2 separate regions of the Macaca mulatta genome follow, and region 2 is linked to region 1. A link is a contact called in public Hi-C data. All regions are on one chromosome and are shown on one strand. The core of a region is the stretch at or near the end of the contact, and the rest is flanking DNA. Distances in the headings are between cores, read along the strand shown.

The links. Hi-C and Micro-C count contacts between places; a contact is called where the count stands out from the background.
Region 2: a Hi-C map of CD4 T cells shows a contact between it and region 1, with 5 times the contacts expected there. The contact joins the enhancer-like site here to the promoter of PILRB in region 1. A contact is called at or near these places in 4 of 14 Hi-C or Micro-C datasets (CD4 T cells, blood, cortical neurons and 1 more).

The regions. Positions count from the first base shown.
Region 1 is chr3:47,545,862-47,549,214 of T2T-MMU8v2.0, forward strand. PILRB (paired immunoglobin like type 2 receptor beta) reads left to right here and starts at 1,656. Exons shown (of 6, transcript XM_077996374.1): 1 at 1,656-1,786. PVRIG (PVR related immunoglobulin domain containing) reads left to right here. Exons shown (of 5, transcript XM_028845576.2): 2 at 47-263; 3 at 349-699; 4 at 782-908; 5 at 1,157-1,713. The coding sequence starts at 146. The coding sequence ends at 1,682. LOC144339726 (a long non-coding RNA gene) reads right to left here and starts at 1,504. Exons shown (of 3, transcript XR_013415083.1): 1 at 331-1,504; 2 at 1-140.
Region 2 is chr3:47,604,515-47,607,867 of T2T-MMU8v2.0, forward strand. The region is part of intron 5 of PILRA (paired immunoglobin like type 2 receptor alpha); the gene reads left to right. It overlaps ZCWPW1 (zinc finger CW-type and PWWP domain containing 1), which reads right to left. Exons shown (of 17, transcript XM_077996331.1): 10 at 2,696-2,816; 11 at 1,384-1,459; 12 at 881-985. Among named protein-coding and RNA genes, the nearest start is that of ZCWPW1, 21 kb to the right of the region's middle. Within about 2 kb of position 1,632, at least 2 of the 40 cell types and tissues checked have an H3K27ac peak or open chromatin away from gene starts, as enhancers often do. A contact at or near this core is called in CD4 T cells, where this site is marked.

The sequences.
Region 1 (3,353 bases), core at 406-2,905:
GAAGCACAGCCTTGGGGACTGAGCGGGCCCTCACTGTCACTTTAAGAAGGGAATCAGCCACCTTGTGTTCACCACCTCTGGGGAAGGTGTGAGAGGGGAGAAGGAAGTGGCTGTTTGGCTGCTGACAACATGAAGACTTCCTGCGATGAGAACAGAGGCACAGGTGCTGGCCCTGCAGTCCCCAGAACCCGGACTGGAGGGGGCCATGGGGCGCCGGACCCTGGCCCTGCCCTGGGTGCTGCTGACCCTGTGTGTCACTGCGGGTGAGTGCCAGCACCAGAGAGGGGCAGGGGCTGCAGGGAGGGCGATGTAGGACAACAGCCCACCAACCTTGCTGCTGTTCCACAGGGACCCCGGAGGTGTGGGTGCAAGTTCAGATGGAGGCCACTGAGCTCTCGTCCTTCACTATCCATTGTGGGTTCCTGGGGCCTGGCTCCATCTCCCTGGTGACTGTGAGCTGGGGAGGCCCCGATGGTGCTGGGGGGACCAAGCTGGCTGTGTTGCACCCAGAACTTGGCACCCGGCAATGGGCCCCTGCTCGCCAGGCCCGCTGGGAAACCCAGAGCAGCATCTCTCTCGCCCTGGAAGACTCTGGGGCCAGCAGCCCCTTCGCCAACACCACCTTCTGCTGCAAGTTTGCATCCTTCCCTGAAGGCTCCTGGGAGTCCTGTGGGAGCCTCCCGCCCAGCTCAGACCCAGGTGGGGCCAGGGCGAGGAGCCCAGGAGGGCAGGGAGGGGCTTGGACACTGGCCACCGATCTGATTCTTGTCTCTGTGCCCAGGGCTCTCTGCCCCGCCAACTCCTGTCCCCATTCTGCGGGCAGATCTGGCCGGGATCTTGGGGCTCTCAGGAGTCCTCCTCTTTGGCTGTGGATACCTCCTTCACCTGCTGCGCCGACAGAAGCACCGGTGAGACCTGGGCCCTGTTCACATCCCCCTGACACTGGGCTGGCCACATGCCCTGCAGAGCTCTGACCATCCTCGCTCTCTCCCAGCCCTACCCCTAGGCTACAGCCATCCCACACCAACTCCCAGGCACTGACAGCACAAGCATGGGTGAGGAGGAGGGCTGCTTTGGGGACGAGGTGGCAGGGGAAGGGGGGCCAGGGCTGGACCCAAGCTGTACAGACTCACTTGACCCTCCTTCCCCCGTGCAGGCGCCCAGCCAGGCCTCCCAGGCTGCTCTCCACGACCCTTATGCCACTATCAACACCAGCTTCTGCCCAGCTACTTTGGACACGGCTCACCCCAACGGGTGGGCATCGCTCCCCACCCACGCCGCACACCAGCCCCAGGGCCCTGCCGCCTCGGCCTCCACACCCATCCTTGCACGTGGCAGCTTTGTCTCTGTTGAGAACGGACTCTACACTCAGGCATGGGAGAGGCCTCCCCACACCGGTCCCGGCCTCACTCTTTTCCCTGACTGTCGGGGTCCCAGGGCCGTGGAAGGACGCTTCGGAGTTCGATGAGAGAGACCATGAGGCCACTGGACTTTCCCCTTCCCTGGCCTCCTGGGCGCCACCCCCTTACTTTATTCTTGGGCCTCCAATAAGTGTACCACGGGTACTTGGCCAGGCCCACCTGCTGCGGATGTGGTCTGTGTGTGTGCATGCGTGGGGGTGTGTGGGCACAGGTGTGAGTGTGTGCGTGACAGAACCCCATTCCAGTCGTTTCCTGCCGTGACGAAGTCAGCAACACAGTTTCTCTGACTTGGGCCTTGACTGTGCTGCTTCTTTGGGGGTGAAGAGACTGGGGAGGCAGTCTCCACCCCTGGAGGAAGAAGCCAGGTGAGAACCAGAGTGGGTTGGGGCCTCCTTGCAGGGTTGGAGTTGGCCCAGGGAGAGGGCAGTGTCCCAATCTTAGAGATCTGTCCTGGCTTCTTGGGGTGGCGGGGGGTTGGGGGAGCTTCCTGAGGGACACTTCTAGCTGCCTAGATAGAACTGGGGGATCCCAGCAGGATGGTTTCTGCTCCAATCCCACCATGTCCTAGGACAGCTGCAAGGGTTCCTGGGGCTTCAGCCTGAGAGAAGTCCCTGTGGTTTGACCTGGCATCCTTCTGCCGGGCTCCCTGCTGTGGCCTGGTCTGCGGTCCTGATGCCCTCCTTCCATAGCGGGTGTCAGGCAGGGGGTGGAGAGTAGGGGGATTCGCCTGAAATCTTCCCTCAGTCACTTCCCCCACCTCCTCTCCGGGCAGGCAGAGGCCTTCACAGACGTGGGGGCCTCCCCACAAAATGTTCCATCCAGAGCCGGCCCTTCTGCTTGTGGGCCCCACAGCCTGGGCCTGATGGGGCTTTTGCCACACGAGACAGCGTGAGAGAGAGGGCTCTGGGCTTCGAGACTCCCCAGGAACGTAGCAGGCCCTAGGTGGCGGGGCTGTGTCGTTCCAGAGCCAGGCTGAGGCTGCTGCCTGAGCAGGGGTGAGCACCCCTGGGGAGGAAGGGCACCCGCCCCTCAGCCCCTCCCTGGGACTGCATGGGGGACATCGCAGGAAGTGCCAGCTGCCAATCAGGAACCATGCCCTACGTCCAGCTCAGGGACGGCCTGCCCAGAGGCTGCATCCACCCTCACCACCCTCCGCAGCCCAGCGCACTGCCCCAGGCAGGCCCTGATGTGGCCTTGCCAGGACCCAGCCCCATCCAGTTCCCAGCTCTGTACTATGCTGGAAAGAGGGTGGTTGCAGGTGGTCAGGCCTGCCTTCCTCAGCTGGTGGTCATCCTCCTCCTCCCAGAAACCCTCAGCACTGGCCTAGGCAGCTCAGCAGTTCCTCCAAGACTGGGGGCTCAAGGAAGAGACGAAGGGTTGCTGCAGAGGTCCCCAAGGAGCGTGAGGAAGGCAGTGCCGGGAGGAAGATGACAGGGAGGGAAGGGAGAGAGCAAAAGCACCCTGGACCCAGGGTGGGTGTGAACAGTGGGGCTTGTAAGGTCTCAGGGGAAACCTAAAGGGGATCTCCAGAAAGCTGGGTATCTCTAAGAAGCAGACAAAGGGGGGCCGGGCGCGGTGGCTCACGCACGCCTGTAATCCCAGCACTTTGGGAGCCCCATGCGGGTGGATCATGAGGTCAGGAGATTGAGACCACCCTGGCTAACACGGTGAAACCCTGTTACTACTAAAAATACAAAAAACTAGCCGGGTGTGGTGGTGGGCGCCTGTAGTCCCAGCTACTCTGGAGACTGAGGCAGGAGAATGGCGTGAACCCGGGAGGCAGAGCTTGCAGTGAGCCAAGATCGCGCCACTGCACTCCAGCCTGGGCAACAGAGTGAGACTCTGTCTCAAAAAAAAAAAGGCAGACAAAGGGGGAGCTCTGAGGGACCCCCTGCCAGGGCCACTTGCCCATCACACAGTGGAGGAAGAGTC
Region 2 (3,353 bases), core at 382-2,881, 59 kb after region 1:
TCACCATGTTGCCCGGGTGGTCTCAAACTCCTGAGCTCAGGCGATCTGCCCACCTCGGCCTCCCAAAGTGCTGGGATTACAGGTGTGGGCCACCACACCTGGCCCTAGCAATATTTTCAACCAACATTTTGGTGTCCTCTCCAAAGTGAATCCCATGGAAATTTGAAGAGAGGATTATAGGAGCCCAGGTGATTTCACTTTGAAGCTTCTGACAAGTTTCTTTAGATTCAGCTGTTTGATTTAATACTCATTGCTTGATTTTCTAAAGCCCCTGGGCCACTAAGTCTCTGCTCATTTGCAAGGCTGGTCAAACCCAAAGTGACTACAGGGAGGAAATGTTATTGTGCTAATCCAGTGGTTCTCAACCGGGTAGACTGTGCCCTCCAGAATCCACCTGGCAATGGCTGGAGATAATTTTTTGGTTGTCACAACCACAGGCAGGGGGCAGAGGGTGGAGGTGGGAGCTGCTGCTGGTTAGATGCCGCTGGAGCCTAGGGATGCTGCTAAACATCCCATGATACAAGGACAGCCCTCTACAACCAAACATTATCTCCCCCAAAATGCCAATAGTGCTGAGACTGAGAAATCCTGAGTTAATTTGTGCCTTCATTTCTGCCACACCTGCTTTGGCTAAACTGTAGAAAAACCTCACCTTCAGAATGGCCCCCCATCTGCAGGCAGGGAAGGGGACTGAAAAAAATAATTGCCCTGCTGCAGTCCTAGGAGCAAGAAGAGTCCTTCATGAATTACCTCACCCTTGGCACACCTGGTCAGACACAGAACTTTCTCCCGACATGGCTTAGCCTGGGAGAAAATCAGGTTTAATAAAAGGAAGATTTCATTTCCTCTGTATCACAACAGAACCCCAAGATGTGCTCACCATGCCTGATAGCTCCAGGGACAGCTCCTGGAAGTTCTTTAGCATGTTGACTGGGATCCATGCACGAGAAACTGTTTCTCCAAAAAATGTCACGTGGTACTTAGACTGAAATAAAAGATGGTCCTGTTATGGACTCCTGTCCTGCTCCCTGCTTTTCTCCTCTAGCCAGAAGGAGGTGCTGGGCCTCACATGCCCCCTTGAAGCCTGACTCATCTACCCTATCCTCGTTCCGATTGTTCTTCCACTCTAACCTCAGGAATCCTAGCCAAAGCATATTTATCAAAACCACTAATGCCCTGACAGTGGATAAATATTTAATTAGATACAAGTTTGTTTCTATTATATGTGTGAGCACTTATCTCTGTGTTTGTCCTCCTAGTTAAGTATCTGTTTTCACTTGTGTCTCCTAGTTATGTCCATGTCTCTTATCTGTACATCTGTGAGGATGGATTTGTTCATTACTTTGGCCTGAGCTCCTTCTTACCCTGAACCAGGAAACTCACCGGCAGGGAATCAAGATGGGAAGTAAAAAGAAAATATTCTCCTAAGTCAGGATCAGATTCTATCATGCCTGGCCACCTGGAGAAGATAGTTGGGTGCAGGGGACAGAAGAGAAGGGGTTAGATGAACAGAACACAACCTCATCAATGTACATGCACAGAAAAGAGCAGTATGATTTTTTTTTCTGAGACAAGGTTTCACTCTGTCACCCAGGCTGGAGTGCAGTGTTACAACCATGGCTCACTGCAGCTTCAATCTCCCAGGCACAAGTGATCCTCCCACCTCAGCCTCCTGAGTAGCTGGGACTACAGGCAAATGCCACCACACCCAGCTGTTTATTTTATTTTTTGCAGAGATGGGGTCTCACTATATAGCCAGGACTGATCTCAAACTCCTGGGCTCAAGCAATCCTCCCACCTCAACCTCCCAAAGTGCTGGAATTACAAGTGCGAGTCACTGCGCTCAGTCAGCAGTACACTTTGAAAAAAAAGGATCTAAAAAATAGATTCCTCTGCCATCAGCCCCCTCTAGTGGTCACTACTCAATGACTCAGATGAGGAAGTGACTTCCATCAATGCACACAGGAGTTCAGAATACACCTAGTGAAGGTCTTATCCTTCTGAGCCATCCCATAATCCTAAAAACAAAATCTTCGACTAGGGACATCTCCAAAGAAGAAACTATTCCACTTTTCCTTGTTCCCTTTACTTTGTATCTCTCAATCTCAATATTTTTATTTATTTTTGAGATGAGGACTCACTGTCACCCAGGCTGGAGTGCAGTGGTGCAATCTTGGCTCACTACAACCTCTGCCTCCCGGGTTCAAGTGATTCTTCTGCCTCAGTGTCCTGAGTAGCTGGGACTACAGGCATGCGCCACCACATCTGGTTAATTTTTCTATTTTTTAGTAGGGACGGGATTTCACCATGTTGGCCAGGCTGGTCTCAAACTTGTGTGCTCAGGTGATCTGCCCGCCTTGGCCTCCCAAAGTGCTGGGATTACAGGTGTGAGCCACTGCGCCTGGCCAATCTCAATATTTTTAAATGCCTCAGATCCACCCTCTTCTTTCTACCAGCTGGGGTAGCACTATCAGATCCTTTTTTCCAGGGAGCTATCACCTCCATGCTGAAACCTCCAGAAAACATGCTCTTTCAAAGCCTTCAGGCATGGTACTTTATCTTTTCTCTCACCCCCTGCTCTTTCTAAGGCCAGAACCATTTCAATTACAGATGTTTTCCATTTGCTTCCATCCCTGCTTGAATCTACCTCTCTCAAGTTTGTGAAGGATGCTCTGACTGTGTCATAGTGCCCTACCAGGGGTAACCGTATTGCTTGGCCCAGATGATGGATCCTGGGATGTAGGAGGCATAGGCCACATCACTTTCAAGCCCTGTCCAGGTCTCCTCAGGAATATCACAGCGATTATACTGCACATCTGCTGAAAGAGAGAAGGAATGAAGGGACAGGAAGAGACTCATAAAGAGAAAGAGGTGAATGAGGGTTGGGGAGAGGACAAGAAGGAAATTGGTATATGCAGCAGGTGGGACCAAAAGGGCACCTGGGAGATCAGCATGGAGGAAGAACAATAAAGACCCATGGAGGAAATGCAGCTGGAACCAGGGGAAGTAGGAATGCTGCCTCCTCATACTCTAGAAAGAGATTCCACACTCCTGCTTGCACCCCCGCATGTCTGATTGTGCTCCTGTCTATGGAGCATCATAAGAATAATTTCTCTGAGACTCTGTTTTCTCATCTGTAAAATAATTGGGCTGGACTAGATCATCATCATCTCTTCCAACTAGTTTCAAACATCCTAGAATTCTAAGCGCAGCAGATCTCTCTCATCTGTTTTCCCTCATATATCCTATATCCCTCCCTATCCACAAACCCAATACCAATATTCTAATCAGGATTGACAGGGGCAGACCAGTGCTCATACATTTAGATTCCAGGCCCCTCCCCACAAGATCAC